Linked DNA regions of Danio rerio: region 1 is linked to region 2. Evidence: chromatin contacts called from public HiCAR-type data. All regions are on one chromosome and are shown on one strand. Each heading gives the region's core, a stretch centred on a gene start, on an enhancer-like site or on the middle of the called end of the contact. The rest is flanking DNA. Distances are from core to core; before and after follow the strand shown. Region 1 holds the start of fez2a (fasciculation and elongation protein zeta 2a). Region 2 holds the start of preb (prolactin regulatory element binding).

The links. HiCAR-type assays count read pairs that join an accessible place to other places.
Region 1: a contact with region 2 is called in a HiCAR-type map of caudal fin, with 8 times the contacts expected there. The contact joins the promoter of fez2a here to the promoter of preb in region 2. A contact is called at or near these places in 7 of 18 Hi-C or Micro-C datasets (caudal fin, embryo, fibroblasts and 3 more) and 2 of 4 datasets of contacts at active chromatin or transcription factors (caudal fin and embryo).

What each region holds. Positions count from the first base shown.
Region 1 is chr16:3,020,805-3,027,175 of GRCz12tu, reverse strand. fez2a (fasciculation and elongation protein zeta 2a) reads right to left here and starts at 2,184. Exons shown (of 8, transcript XM_009292014.5): 1 at 1,851-2,184; 2 at 1-70. The coding sequence starts at 2,137. It overlaps acot22 (acyl-CoA thioesterase 22), which reads left to right and starts at 4,370. Exons shown (of 3, transcript NM_001256219.1): 1 at 4,370-4,891. The coding sequence starts at 4,381.
Region 2 is chr16:2,765,354-2,771,491 of GRCz12tu, reverse strand. preb (prolactin regulatory element binding) reads right to left here and starts at 3,133. Exons shown (of 10, transcript NM_001002638.1): 1 at 3,004-3,133; 2 at 1,195-1,356. The coding sequence starts at 1,329. It also overlaps a transcript of adcy3a not described here.

The DNA of each region.
Region 1 (6,371 bases), core at 935-3,434, 260 kb before region 2:
CCGCACTCGAGACTGACTCCAGTCCACCGGCATAACGTGGCCATAATTATCGGTCAGAGCGCTCCAGATCCTGCAGAAGAAACGGAGTCTAAAACCAAAACAGCAATGCTGACCCACCCCCCAAATTAATAGGGCCATATCATACACCCAAGTGCAAGACTTGTTTTGCGTGAACTGTTGCTATTTTCAGTCCAGCGCAACATTAATGTTCATATTCCCCGAGGCCTCCTCCCGGTGGGACATGCCTGGAACACCTCCCAAGGTAGGCATCCAGAAGGCATCCGAAACAGATGCCTGAGCCACCTCAGCTGACTTCTCTGGATGTGAAGGAGCAGCGGCTCTACTCCAAGCTCCTCCCAAGTGTCAGAGCTCCTCCCCCTATCCATAAGACTGCACCCTGCCACCCTTCGAAAGAAACTCATTTCATCCGATTGTATCCGAGATCTTGTCCTTTCGGTCATCACCTAAAGCTCGTGACCATAGGAGGGAGTAGGAACGTAGATTGACCAGAAAATCAAAAGCTCTGCCTTTGGGCTCAGCTCCTTTTTTACCACAACGGACCAATAAACATCAACCGCATCACTGCTGCACCAATCCGCCTGTCAATCTCACGCTCCATCCTTCCCTCACTCATGGACAAAACCCTGGGATACTTAAACTCCGCCACCTAGGGTAAGGACTTTCCTCCCACTTGGAGATGGCAAACCAACTTTTTCCAGTGGAGCGCCATGGCCTCGGACTTGGAGGTGCTGATTATCATCCCAGCCATGTCACATGTTCGATGTCACATGTCCATGTTCGATGAAGCCAGCAGAACAACACTGTCTGCGAATAACAGAGATGAAATCCTGTGGTCCCAGAACCAGACTCCTCCAGCCCAAGGATGCGCCCTAAAATTCTGTCCATAAAAATTATGAACAGAATTGGTGACAAGGGGCAGCCCTGCCGGAGTCCAACATGCACTGGAAACAAGTCTGACTTATTGCCGGCAACGTGGACCAAACTCCTCCTCTGTTCATACAGGGACTAGACGGCCATTAACAGAGCACCCTCCACAGAATGCCATGAGGGACACTGTCGAACGCCTTCTCCAAGTCCACAAAACACATGTGGACTGGTTGGGCATACACCCATGAACCCTCGAGCACCCTGGTAAGGGTATAGAGCTAGTCCAGTGTGCCACGGCCAGGACGAAAACCGCATTGTTCCTCCTGGATCCTAGGTTCAACCATCGGCCGGATCACCCTCTTCAGCACCCTGCCATAGACCTTCCCCAGGAGGCTGAGGAGTGTGATCCCCCTATAGTTGGGAGCACACACTCCGGTGCCCATTGTTAAAAGTGGGAACCACCAACCCCAGATGCCCAGTCCAGAGATACCAATAAATAGAAATTCACAGAAATATTCAGAATACACAGAAATGTTCACAAATAGACACTTTTGATTATTATAACTTGATGAGATTATGTCAGTTTCTTAAGTGTCCAAAACATTTCTTTTGTAAATCATGTAGCTATATGACTAGCATGGTTACTAATGCTTCAGTGTAGTTTGTTTGTCTCTGAAAACGCATGACATAGTAAACAACAACATCCCCAGTCACGTGACCTCGACTGATGCTCAGGAATTCTTCATGATGACGACATTTAACACTAATAATCAAACTCCTGCTGAACATCAACGTAAACAAAGCAGTGTACAAGACAAAAAAAAACGCAATTAAATGTTTACGGTGCAGCATGTATTCATTAGAAGTAACGTTACGCTGTTATGTCGCGTCTGACATCATTGACGCCAATGAAACAGCAGCACGGTACATTTTTACAGTAATGTATGCGTTTATTCACTTACTCGTCGCATTTTAGCGTCGTCTCCTCGTTTAAAGACGTCAGTTCATTTCCTGCGTCCGTTTTCGAGTGCACATCTTGAAAGCACAGCTGTAGGTTCTCGTCGAAGTGTGTGGACGTGAACGCGCCCGTCTGAAGCGCGCTCTCGGCGTCTGAAAGCTCGTCCAGCAGCAGCAGCAGCGACAGCCGCGTCTCCTCCGCGCTAACATCCAAATTCCGTCCCGTTCCGCCCTTAAATTCGTTAAAATCCTGCCATTCTTCATCCTCTCTCCGCGATGAAGGTTCCGCCATAACAGTCCGCCCGTGGAGACGATCTATCTGCTCTGAAAGCCCATCTCATGAATATTAATTGAAACGTGCCGATGTCCAGTTGCGTGGCTAATGAATATTCAAGACACTCGAGCCAGCCAATGAGAGAGTCGAACAGCACGTTGCGTGATTACTATTAATGAGCAAAGCTTTCCTAAACATAAGTTTACTATTATTCTCAATGCATTACTTAAGAGCAGTTATTGTGGAGCAGACTTACAATAATTCACTCTCTCTCTTCTCTACTTTAGTTGAAATGATGGTTTTTTAACAATACATCTACACTCTCTCAGAAATAAAGGTACTTGCTGTTACTGGGGTACCATTCATATTAGTACCTAAGTATTTTAAAAGGAACACTTTTGTACTTTTTAGGTACTAATCTATACCCTTGAGGTATTAATATGAACCCTTTAGGTACAAATGTGTACCTTTCGAAAAGGTACCACCCCAGTGACAGCTGGCGTACCTTTATTTTTGAGAGTGAACTCACATTGTCGTCTGTTGTTGTTATTAACCAAAGCAGAGGCTTGAGGTGTAATGAACTTAATGTAATCTAACTGGGTTAATACAACAACATCAATTAAAACAATCTGAAGCATAAAAATTTATGAGTGAGGTAAAAGTGTATTATGACATTTATTGTCATATGTGCGACATCACATTATCAGAGAATTCTCAGGGGGGAATTATTATTAGCATGCTGCAATATTAGCCTGTCATTTTATCCAATTCGGTACACTTCATCTATACTGTAGCAAGCGTTAGCTAATTCATTGTACTACAAGTTAGCAGAAAACAGACATTATCAAAATAACTAGGACTAAGTACGACCACTATGCTGACATTTACATTAAAGAGTATCGAGTATTACAGTGCGATGTAAAACTCACTGAATTAATGATCTGTAATATTGCATTTTGATGACAGATCGATCATTAGATGCATGTACTTTTTTAAAATCCTGATCTCCGCCATGTTGTAACTTCGGTGCTGTGGCAACCGTGGAATGCATTCGGAATCAGAGTTGCACTGACTGCAATTGAGCGAGAACACCACTAGTGTGAAAGTCAGACGGTGTAGATGGACGCAAAGTTTTCAACAGTTTCCATCTGAAGCTCCTTTACGGGACTCCAATATTGTAAACACTCAGTCCAATGGGTTCACGCGGCTCTTGGTCCCACACACACTCGTCAGCCCTACCAAGTCGATGGTATCACAGAGCTTGCGGTACGCGTCATTGTGACGTGCAGGTAAGGCTGATTTATGCTTCTGCGTCAAGCGCACATGTATGCTGCGGCGTAGCCTTCATGCGGTCGCATAGCCCTCGCCGTGGCTCTCAAGGCTGATATATACTTCTGCATGCCTTGCACATTGTCATATATACTTCCGCCTGCTGTTTGTGTTGTTCTGCAATAACACTTCTGAAACACTAGCTGGCAGCAGGTTTTTTGTCTTGTTTTACGCTTGAGCAACTAAATGAATGCCAAAGTTTATTTAACTGAATGTACAAAAAAAAAAGAAAAAAAGATTTATCAGGCCAAGCAGAGACTTCTTGAGGAAATTAACAATCCTTGCTGAGCAGCGAAACTTCATTGAAAGTGACGCGCCAGAAAGCCGAAGCAACCCTGCAGCCGATAAATCGGATCTTGAAGTAGAGTTCATTGATTCAGAGGAACTGTTTGTTTGTGAGCCGCTCAATCCTGTATCAGTCGATAAGCAAAGTTCACACTTAAATTTCCTCGAAAACCTCTCCGAACTGGATGAGCCTGCCTTAGAGCCCTATCCACAACCGCTTTGTGTCCCAGGACCAAGCGGTTATGCATTGAATGTCACTTTAAGCTGAATACTAGTATCTTGAAGAATATCTAGTCTAATATTATTTACTGTCATCGTGGCAAAGACAAAATAAACCAGTTATTAGAAATGAGTTATTAAAAGCTATTATGTTTAGAAATGTTTTTCTCTCCGTTAAACAGAAATTGAGGGGAAAATATACAGGAGGGCTAATAATTCTGACCTCAGCTGTAGTCAGGTTACTTCATCCGTATCAAAATCACATGCCATTTTTAAATTGCTCGCAGATATGTAATTTGAGATCTGACAGTTCAAAGTCTACATAAATATAAAACTGATCTTGTGACTGATTCGAGTCCAAAGATGCTTTAAGAAGCTCTTTGAAATCATCTTTCTAAGCAGTATCCTGCAGTGATCACAGGGATAACATGTATGCAGCACTGAAATTTGCCTTTATGCCTTTTGCAAGATCCCTTGCGAAGGTGCACTACAGTTCAGGAGTCAGCATCAAGCTTCTGCCCAGTTACAAGTGCTCATTCGAAGACCCGGTGCATGTGATGGTGAGCGGCTTAAATCCACATCAACGTGTGAATCTGCGCTCCAAAATCACGGATGAAGGTGGACGTGATTTCAAGGCTTCAGCGATCTACCTAGCAGATGACAATGGCCAAATTGACCTCAAGCGCGACTCTTCTGCTGGCGGGAGCTTTTCTGGAGTGGAACCGATGGGTTTATTCTGGGCTCTGAAAGCAGATCTATTAAGCTGCAAGTTCAAGCTGAAAGATGTGACGCGTCCAGCTCTTGTTGACATTGAGGTTGTCGGTGAGGATGAGAAAGTCCTGGCCAAAGTGACCAACGAGAGACACTGCCTGAGCGAGGGTGTCCGGAGAAGTCTTGTCACCGAAGGAAGGATCAGAGGGACTCTTTTTATGCCCACTGGTCAGTTATTTGCATTATTATGCTGTCTCTTTCATCTCTCTGTCACTTAAGCCAACATTAGCACCAGACACAGTTTTAAAATCATTCATTAATTCTCCTTTGACTAAGTCTCTATTTCAGAGGTCACCTCACCCCAATATTGGGAAACACCCATACACTCTCATTCAAGCACACTCTATTACACTACGGCCAATTTAGTTCATCCAATGCACCTATAGCCCATGTGTTTAGAGCCGAGGCTCTAACCCAGGGGCCACCAAACTTGTTCCTGGAGGGCTGGTGTCCTTCAGATTTTAGCTCCAACTCTAATTACACACGTCTGAACAAGTTAATCAAAGTCTTACTAGGTATACTTGAAACATCCAGGCAAATGTGTTGAGGCAAGTTGGAACAAAACCCTGCAGGGACACTGGCCCTCCAGGACCGAGATTGGTGACCCCTGCTCTAACCAGTGACCTTATTGCTGAGAGGCGATTGTGCTACCCACTGTGCCACCGTGCTGCCCCAAAACTCATTACAGTCTCTTTTTAATAAGTTATATATAGTCTTATAATATCTTATAATAGTCAGGTAACAGATATGAATGTTTAGGGCATTGCCTTGCTGTGCTGAAAATGGGGATGTGTCATTTACAGCTATGCCACAGCCTGAGCAGTGGCGTAGCAGACGGGCCCGCAGGGCATGCACCGCAGGGGGGCCCTGCGTGATTAGAGGGCCCTGCGTCGTCGCGATTTTAAATAATTGATAATTTGGCAACCGCAATAATCAGGGCCGGAGCAAGCTGAACTGCCGCTCCAGGCAAAGGACGGTAACGCCGCCCTCAACTTTGAAGAGAAAGTCGCCCTCTCTATTCTGCCGTCCTTGACGCAGATATAACAGGGCGCGGGTGGTGAGGGTAGTGTCACGGACGCCGCCCTCTCTATTCTGCCATCGTAGACGCGCTCTCTATTCTGCCATCCTAGACGCGCTCTCTATTCTGCCGTCCTAGACGCGCTCTCTATTCTGCCGTCCTGGATGCGCTCTCTATTCTACCATCGTAGACGCGCTCTCTCTTCTGCCGTCCTAGACGCGACCTCTGTTCTGCCCTCTCTCTTCTGCCGTCCTAGACGCGACCTCTATTCTGCCGTCCTAGACGCCCTCTCTCTTCTGCCGTCCTAGACGCGACCTCTATTCTGCCCTCTCTCTTCTGCCGTCCTAAACGCGACCTCTATTCTGCCCTCTCTCTTCTGCCGTCCTAGACGCGACCTCTATTCTGCCCTCTCTCTCCTGCCGTCCTAGACGCGATCTCTATTCTGCCGTCCTAAATGCCCTCTCTCTTCTGCCGTCCTAGACGCGCTCTCTATTCTGCCGTCCTAGACGCGGGTATAACTGAGGGCGCAGGTGGTGAGGGTAATGTGGCAGACGACGCCCTAGACGTGGATATACCTGAGGGCGCGAGAGGTAAGGATAGTGTCGGGGACGCCGCCCTCTCTATTCTGCC
Region 2 (6,138 bases), core at 1,884-4,383:
ATGCACACTCAACAGCTAGAAAATATAATGCACTGCGAGTTCTCACGCCGAATGAATTTCCAGGTCTGACCACAAGATGGGTCTAAAGCGCAATCCTATAGGTGTATAGTTATAAAATAAAATTATATTTAATTAATGTTTGTATAAATGACTGCAATCAAAAGTATTTGTTTCATTACTAACAGACAGATTGCTGAGTGTTAAATAACTATCACAGAGGGCTGCACATTTCCATTAAGAGAGAGAGAGAGAGAGAGAGCACAGAGAGCTGCATCAGAGAAGAGCTCATTAATATGCATGACCATTCCAAATATGGTCAATACAGAGCTTCTGATACTATGGGTGTTTATTAAGTATCAAAATACATATAGCTCAATATTGAAAAGGATTATTGAGGTTGCATTTTGGCTAAATGGTTTAATTTTAAAATATTATAGAGCAGACTTCAGGAGTAAACTTTAGTTTCCTTTATATAAATTTCAGAAATCTCAAGGTCAAAAAAGATAATATTGAATTAAGATTTTATTGTAAATAATTAAAGATTATGTATTAACTAAAAAGCATAGATACTATCAATCAGATGATATAAAGTAGGTCTATCATATTATTTAAGTAGCATCTAGTATATTATGGGTGACAGCTTGTTCAAAGCACATTTTTGATCATGATCATTTAAAGGCCTTATAAATGTTCTCTCCGCTTCCTATAAAAAATATAAAAATATTATTTATAAGCTAAAATACATCAATGCTATCAATCAGACGATGTAAAGTAAGTCTATCATGTTATATACTACTAAGTATCATCTTGCCAAATTGCCCAGCCCTAAAAGGGTTTCATTTTAAAATATGATAGAGTGATTAAATGGTGTAAATTAATCCTATTTTGTTTAAATGTACATTCTGTCACCCAGCAATGCAGACGATTTGGTGAGCAAATCAAGTCAAAGGCAGATTCTGCTTGACCTGTGTATTCAGCATTGAACTCCACTGTGTTATAACTGTGATTGGGTGCTTTTATTGCATTAAGTTCTCATTTAAAAAGTTATACTGCATTGGACAATACAATTTTAATAATGTTTTTAATTTATTTTGAAATATTATTAAATAAATTATGAAATTACCCAAGGCAGCTTTAACATAACATAGTTTGGGCAAAGTTAAGATGCCTTAAATGTGTGTAAATGGTCAGTACCACAGCGTTCTTGATGCCCGTTTTGGACGCTCCTCCTCCTCCAGCAGTGATGATCAAGCCGGTCCTGGGGTCCATCTTCACTGTATACAGAGGGAACGGCGCTCTGTAAAGCTCAGGTGCTCTGCGTTTACCCATGATGCTCTCTGCTCTCTGTATTCTGGTCTGAATGTAAAGCACTGGTCAGTTTTACACACAATGAATGAATTAAGATGTAAAATAATATAACTGATATTCGTGACCCTTCCAAATATGGTCAATAGTGAGCTTCTGATTCTCCAGGTGTTTTATGATTGAGGTAAAGCTGGTTTTATATTTGCACATTCAGTGACATTGTGTGACATGCTCTCTATATTTGTATACTATCATACTTTGAATATTGGTTCTGAAATCACATGCAAGTAAGACCTAAAACAACATCAGCTGTGAACAATGCTGTACCTTGATCGTCATTGGCTGCTAATATGATTTTACTAATTAGAATATGCTAATAATAATTTTCTGAAATCATATTATTAGGGTGAAAGTCAGAATGTGTGAATATAAAACAAACTTTACCCCAATTATTTGATGGAGTATCAAAATGTATATCGTTCACCATAAAAAAACAATTATCGAGATTGTATTTTTGCCATATTGGTTTCATTTTGGATTATGACACTCTAGTTTCTCTTTACCTTCATATAAATTATGTATTAAACTCTGTATTCTAATTTGTATGTAAATTACTGATCAGTTTCACACACAAGTAATAAATTAAGATATAAAAATAATAATTAAAGTTGCAGTAGGTGATTGTCTTCAGATTGGGAAAAACCGAAACAGGGCTGTTTTATGATTGAGTTAAAGTTAATTTTATATTCACACATTCATTCAGTGGCATCTTATGACACGCTCTCTATATTGTTTATTATGGCACTTTGAATATTTTCAGTCTGAAATCAAATGCAAGTACGACTTAAAACAACATTTGCACAATTTAATTGACAGTGTTGTACTTTCAATATTGTCGTTGTCTGGTAGTTTACATTTACCTCAGTGGTCCTCATTCACTACAGTACCATCTGCTCATTTTTGAGGTAAAGTTGGTTTTATATTTGCACATTCTGACTTACTCCTTAATTCCATATATGTTATTATATACATATACACACACACACACACATATATATATATATATATATATATATATATATATATATATATATATATATATATATATATATATATATATATATTACATATATAGCTTCAGAAAAGCATCCTGTTGATGTTTGCAAATGGTAAACAGGGATATCACACTAGCTAGTAGAAAATGACTATCGAAGTACTGTTCAACTTCGATTAAACAAGTCATACTTAGATGTGATTTCAGAGCGAATACTATGGTAAACAAGCATGTCACAAGCTGTCACTGGACAAATGTGCGAATATAAGTCCAACTTCACCTCAATCTGCTCAGTAAAGCTCTTTAGTGACTCAGTTAAGCAATTTACTGGCTTTACTGTCTTCAGATAACGGGATAAAAGCTCAGTGTGTGTGGTGTTTTTGCTCCATTGACTTCCATTATAAGGATATATTTTTTATTGTACAGCCATGACAGCACATAATCATGGATTCCTAATTGTTGTTTGTTTTCCCCTGTTGGGAAGAGGCACACTTTGTCATTTTTTTACTGTTGACCATCAATTGCAGTGCAAAAAAACTTCGTTTCTGTCTTTGTTATTGAGTATAACGTTAGTTAGTGCCTGTATACGTGTGTGTGTGTGTGTGAGTCGGTAAACGCGTGTGTGCCGCGGTGTTTCACTGCACCTGTGTCTGCGGACGCTCTCCGGTGTCGTGCTGGAGTTTTCCCGGTGTTTAGAGCTCATGCCACTGTATTTCCCTTCTGGATGTCTCACAACATCAGTCATAGAACCACCATTTACTTCCTTGGTTTACCTAGGCACACGTCAGCACTGCGTCACGTCCTACGCGCCTGCGTCGCACGCGTACCGGCATGACGTCCCGCGCGCAACCGTAGTAAATAGGTGGTAGAAGAGATACAGCTGCGGTCGATAATATTTTATAAATATTTGTTAAATTCTCCATTAATTATATTTTATTAACGTCTACACTCACACTACATTTTAAACCCAACCATCAAAGTAATTTAACAAATGTAATTATTGCTGTATATTGTCAGAAGAATTAAGCTTTATTGATGTGATGTATCCGCAGCTGTATCCCATCGAGTCTTTACCGTAATACATGTAGTAACGGGTCGATAATTATTCATATTATTTGTAAATTGTTCATTAATTGTATTTTATTAACGTCTATCCCAAACCTAGACCCAACCACCACATTAATGTAAAATAATAATAATATTAATAATAATAATAATAATAAATAATAATAATAATAATAATACAATTATTATTGTGAATATTATTATAATTATTACTATTATTACTTTTGTGGATATTATTAATTTTTGTGAATATTATTATTATGATTATTGTGAATATTATTATCATTATTATTATTATTATTAATACTATTATTGTGAATAGTATTATTGTTGTTATTATTATTATTGTGAATATTATTATTATTATTATTACTACTATTAATAATACTATTATTGTAAATATTAGTAATATTATTATTGTGAATATTACATATAGGGGGAACGACGATATACATATTCATGATGCTACTCAAATATATTAATACATAAACACAATAAAAAATAAAACTCTGATTGAACAAAACAAGAAAAAGGAGAAAATAAAAAGATAAATACATGAATAAACAAAAGTAAATAATAAAAATAAATAAAACATTATACACATAAATAAAAACACATGTCATAAAGTGTGAATCATCTCAGACTGGTTTCTTGAACATGACAATGAGTTCACTGTACTCAAATGGCCTCCACAGTCAACAGAGCTCAATCCAATAGAGCACCTTTGGGATGTGGTGGAACGGGAGATTCACATCATGGATGTGCAGCCGACAAATCTGCAGCAACTGCGAGATGCTATCATCTCAATATGGAGCAAAATCTCTGAGGGATATTTCCAGGACCTTGTTGAATATATGCCACGAAGGATTAAGGCAGTTCTGAAGGCAAAAGCGGGTCCAACCCGGTACTAGTAAGGTGTACCTAATAAAGTGGCCAATAAGTGTAGTTAGGTTAGAGTCCTGGCTGGGTCAGTTGGCATTTCTGTGGGGAGTTTGCTACAGGTGCTCTCCCCACAGTCCAAACACATGCGCTATAGGTGAACTGGATGAACTAAATTGGCCGTAGTGTATGCGAATGAGTGTGTATGGGTGTTTCCCAGTACTAGGTTGCAGCTAGAAGGGCATCCGCTATGTAAAACAAATGCTGGATAAGTTGGAGGTTCATTCCGCTGTGGCGAACCCTGATTAATAAAAGGACTAAGCCAAAAGAAAACAAATAAATGAATATTTAACAAATTAAATATTTGTAATAATTATAATGCATAATAAATATTCCATGCATTACAATAAAAAAATCATAACTAAAAATAAATTAATATTATTTCTATATGAAAACAAAATCACATTTAAAAGTGAAATTAAAAGTTTCATTTCAGATTATAAGTCAAACAAAAATAAATCTCAGAAATTGTAAAAATTGAAATGTAAAAGTTTTAAATTCAATAAAAGTAATTGTATTTTTATTTGTCATTTCTGTCCCCCCTGAGAAACTTTTATGCACCATAATCAAAACAAACAAAAACAACTTCTGAATTTAAACACCGCTAATATAGCTAGCCAACCGGAAGTGTAGCAGCAGTGGAAAAAAAAGACTAAAAGGTGCTAAAAGGTCAGTCTCTTCACTCTGTTTTCCCCTGAAGCTTTAAATCCCAAAACTCCACACGTGTAATGAAGTATTTCATAATTGTTCCCCGATGAATCTCTGAGGCAAAGCGAATTTAATAATTACCAGGCTCCCGCGCGCTCCCTCGGCTTCTCTTAGCAACGAGAGCCGGGGATTATATAGATATATATTAATTAATAATAGTAAACAGGCGCAGACTTTCATAATCTGATATGTCACATTCATGCTTGAGCAGCTCCACTGATGTGATGTGATGTTGATGTGCTGTATCTATCTATGCTTTATAAAGGTCAGTTATTGATCAGCTATTTCTGTGGAATAATCGATACGGCCCTGAGGTGCTCCAGCCGAAAACATGGCGCTTTATGTAATGTCATTAGGATTAAACCAACCCTACTGAACCAGCCTGTCTCACTGGAAGAGCTGGATATTGGCTCACAGCTAGACAAACAACCATAAAATCTCGTCCTCGCCTTCGTAAAACGCAACGGCTGTTGCTAGAAGGGATACAGCTGCGGATGGAAGTTAACGAGAATTATTTAGCGTACATTACTGATCAAATCACCCATTAAATCTGTTTTATTAAGGTCTACCCTCACCCAAACCCTAAACCCAACCATCAGAGTAATTTAAAAAGAGTAATTACACTGGATATTATTCATATTTTTTATTAAATTACCCATTAATTGTATTTTATTAACGTCTACTCTTACCACAACCCTAAACCCAACCAAAAACAGTAGTTACACAGCTATTCACATTATTTGTTAAATTACCCATTAAACTACATTTACCCCTAACTTTTTAAAATGTAAATGATTTAATTTTACACCAAGAAAAAGTTTTAAATTTAACGTAATTTTAAGGAGTTCAATTATATACACTCACCGGCCACTTTATTAGGTACACCTTACTAGTACCAGGTTGGACCTACTTTTACCTTCAGAACTGCCTTAATTCTTCGTGGCATATATTCAACAAGGCACTGGAAATATCCCTCCGAGATTTTGCTCCATGTTGACATGATAGCATCACGCAGTCGCTGCAGATCTGTCGGCTGCACATCCATGATGTGAATCCCCCGTTCCCTC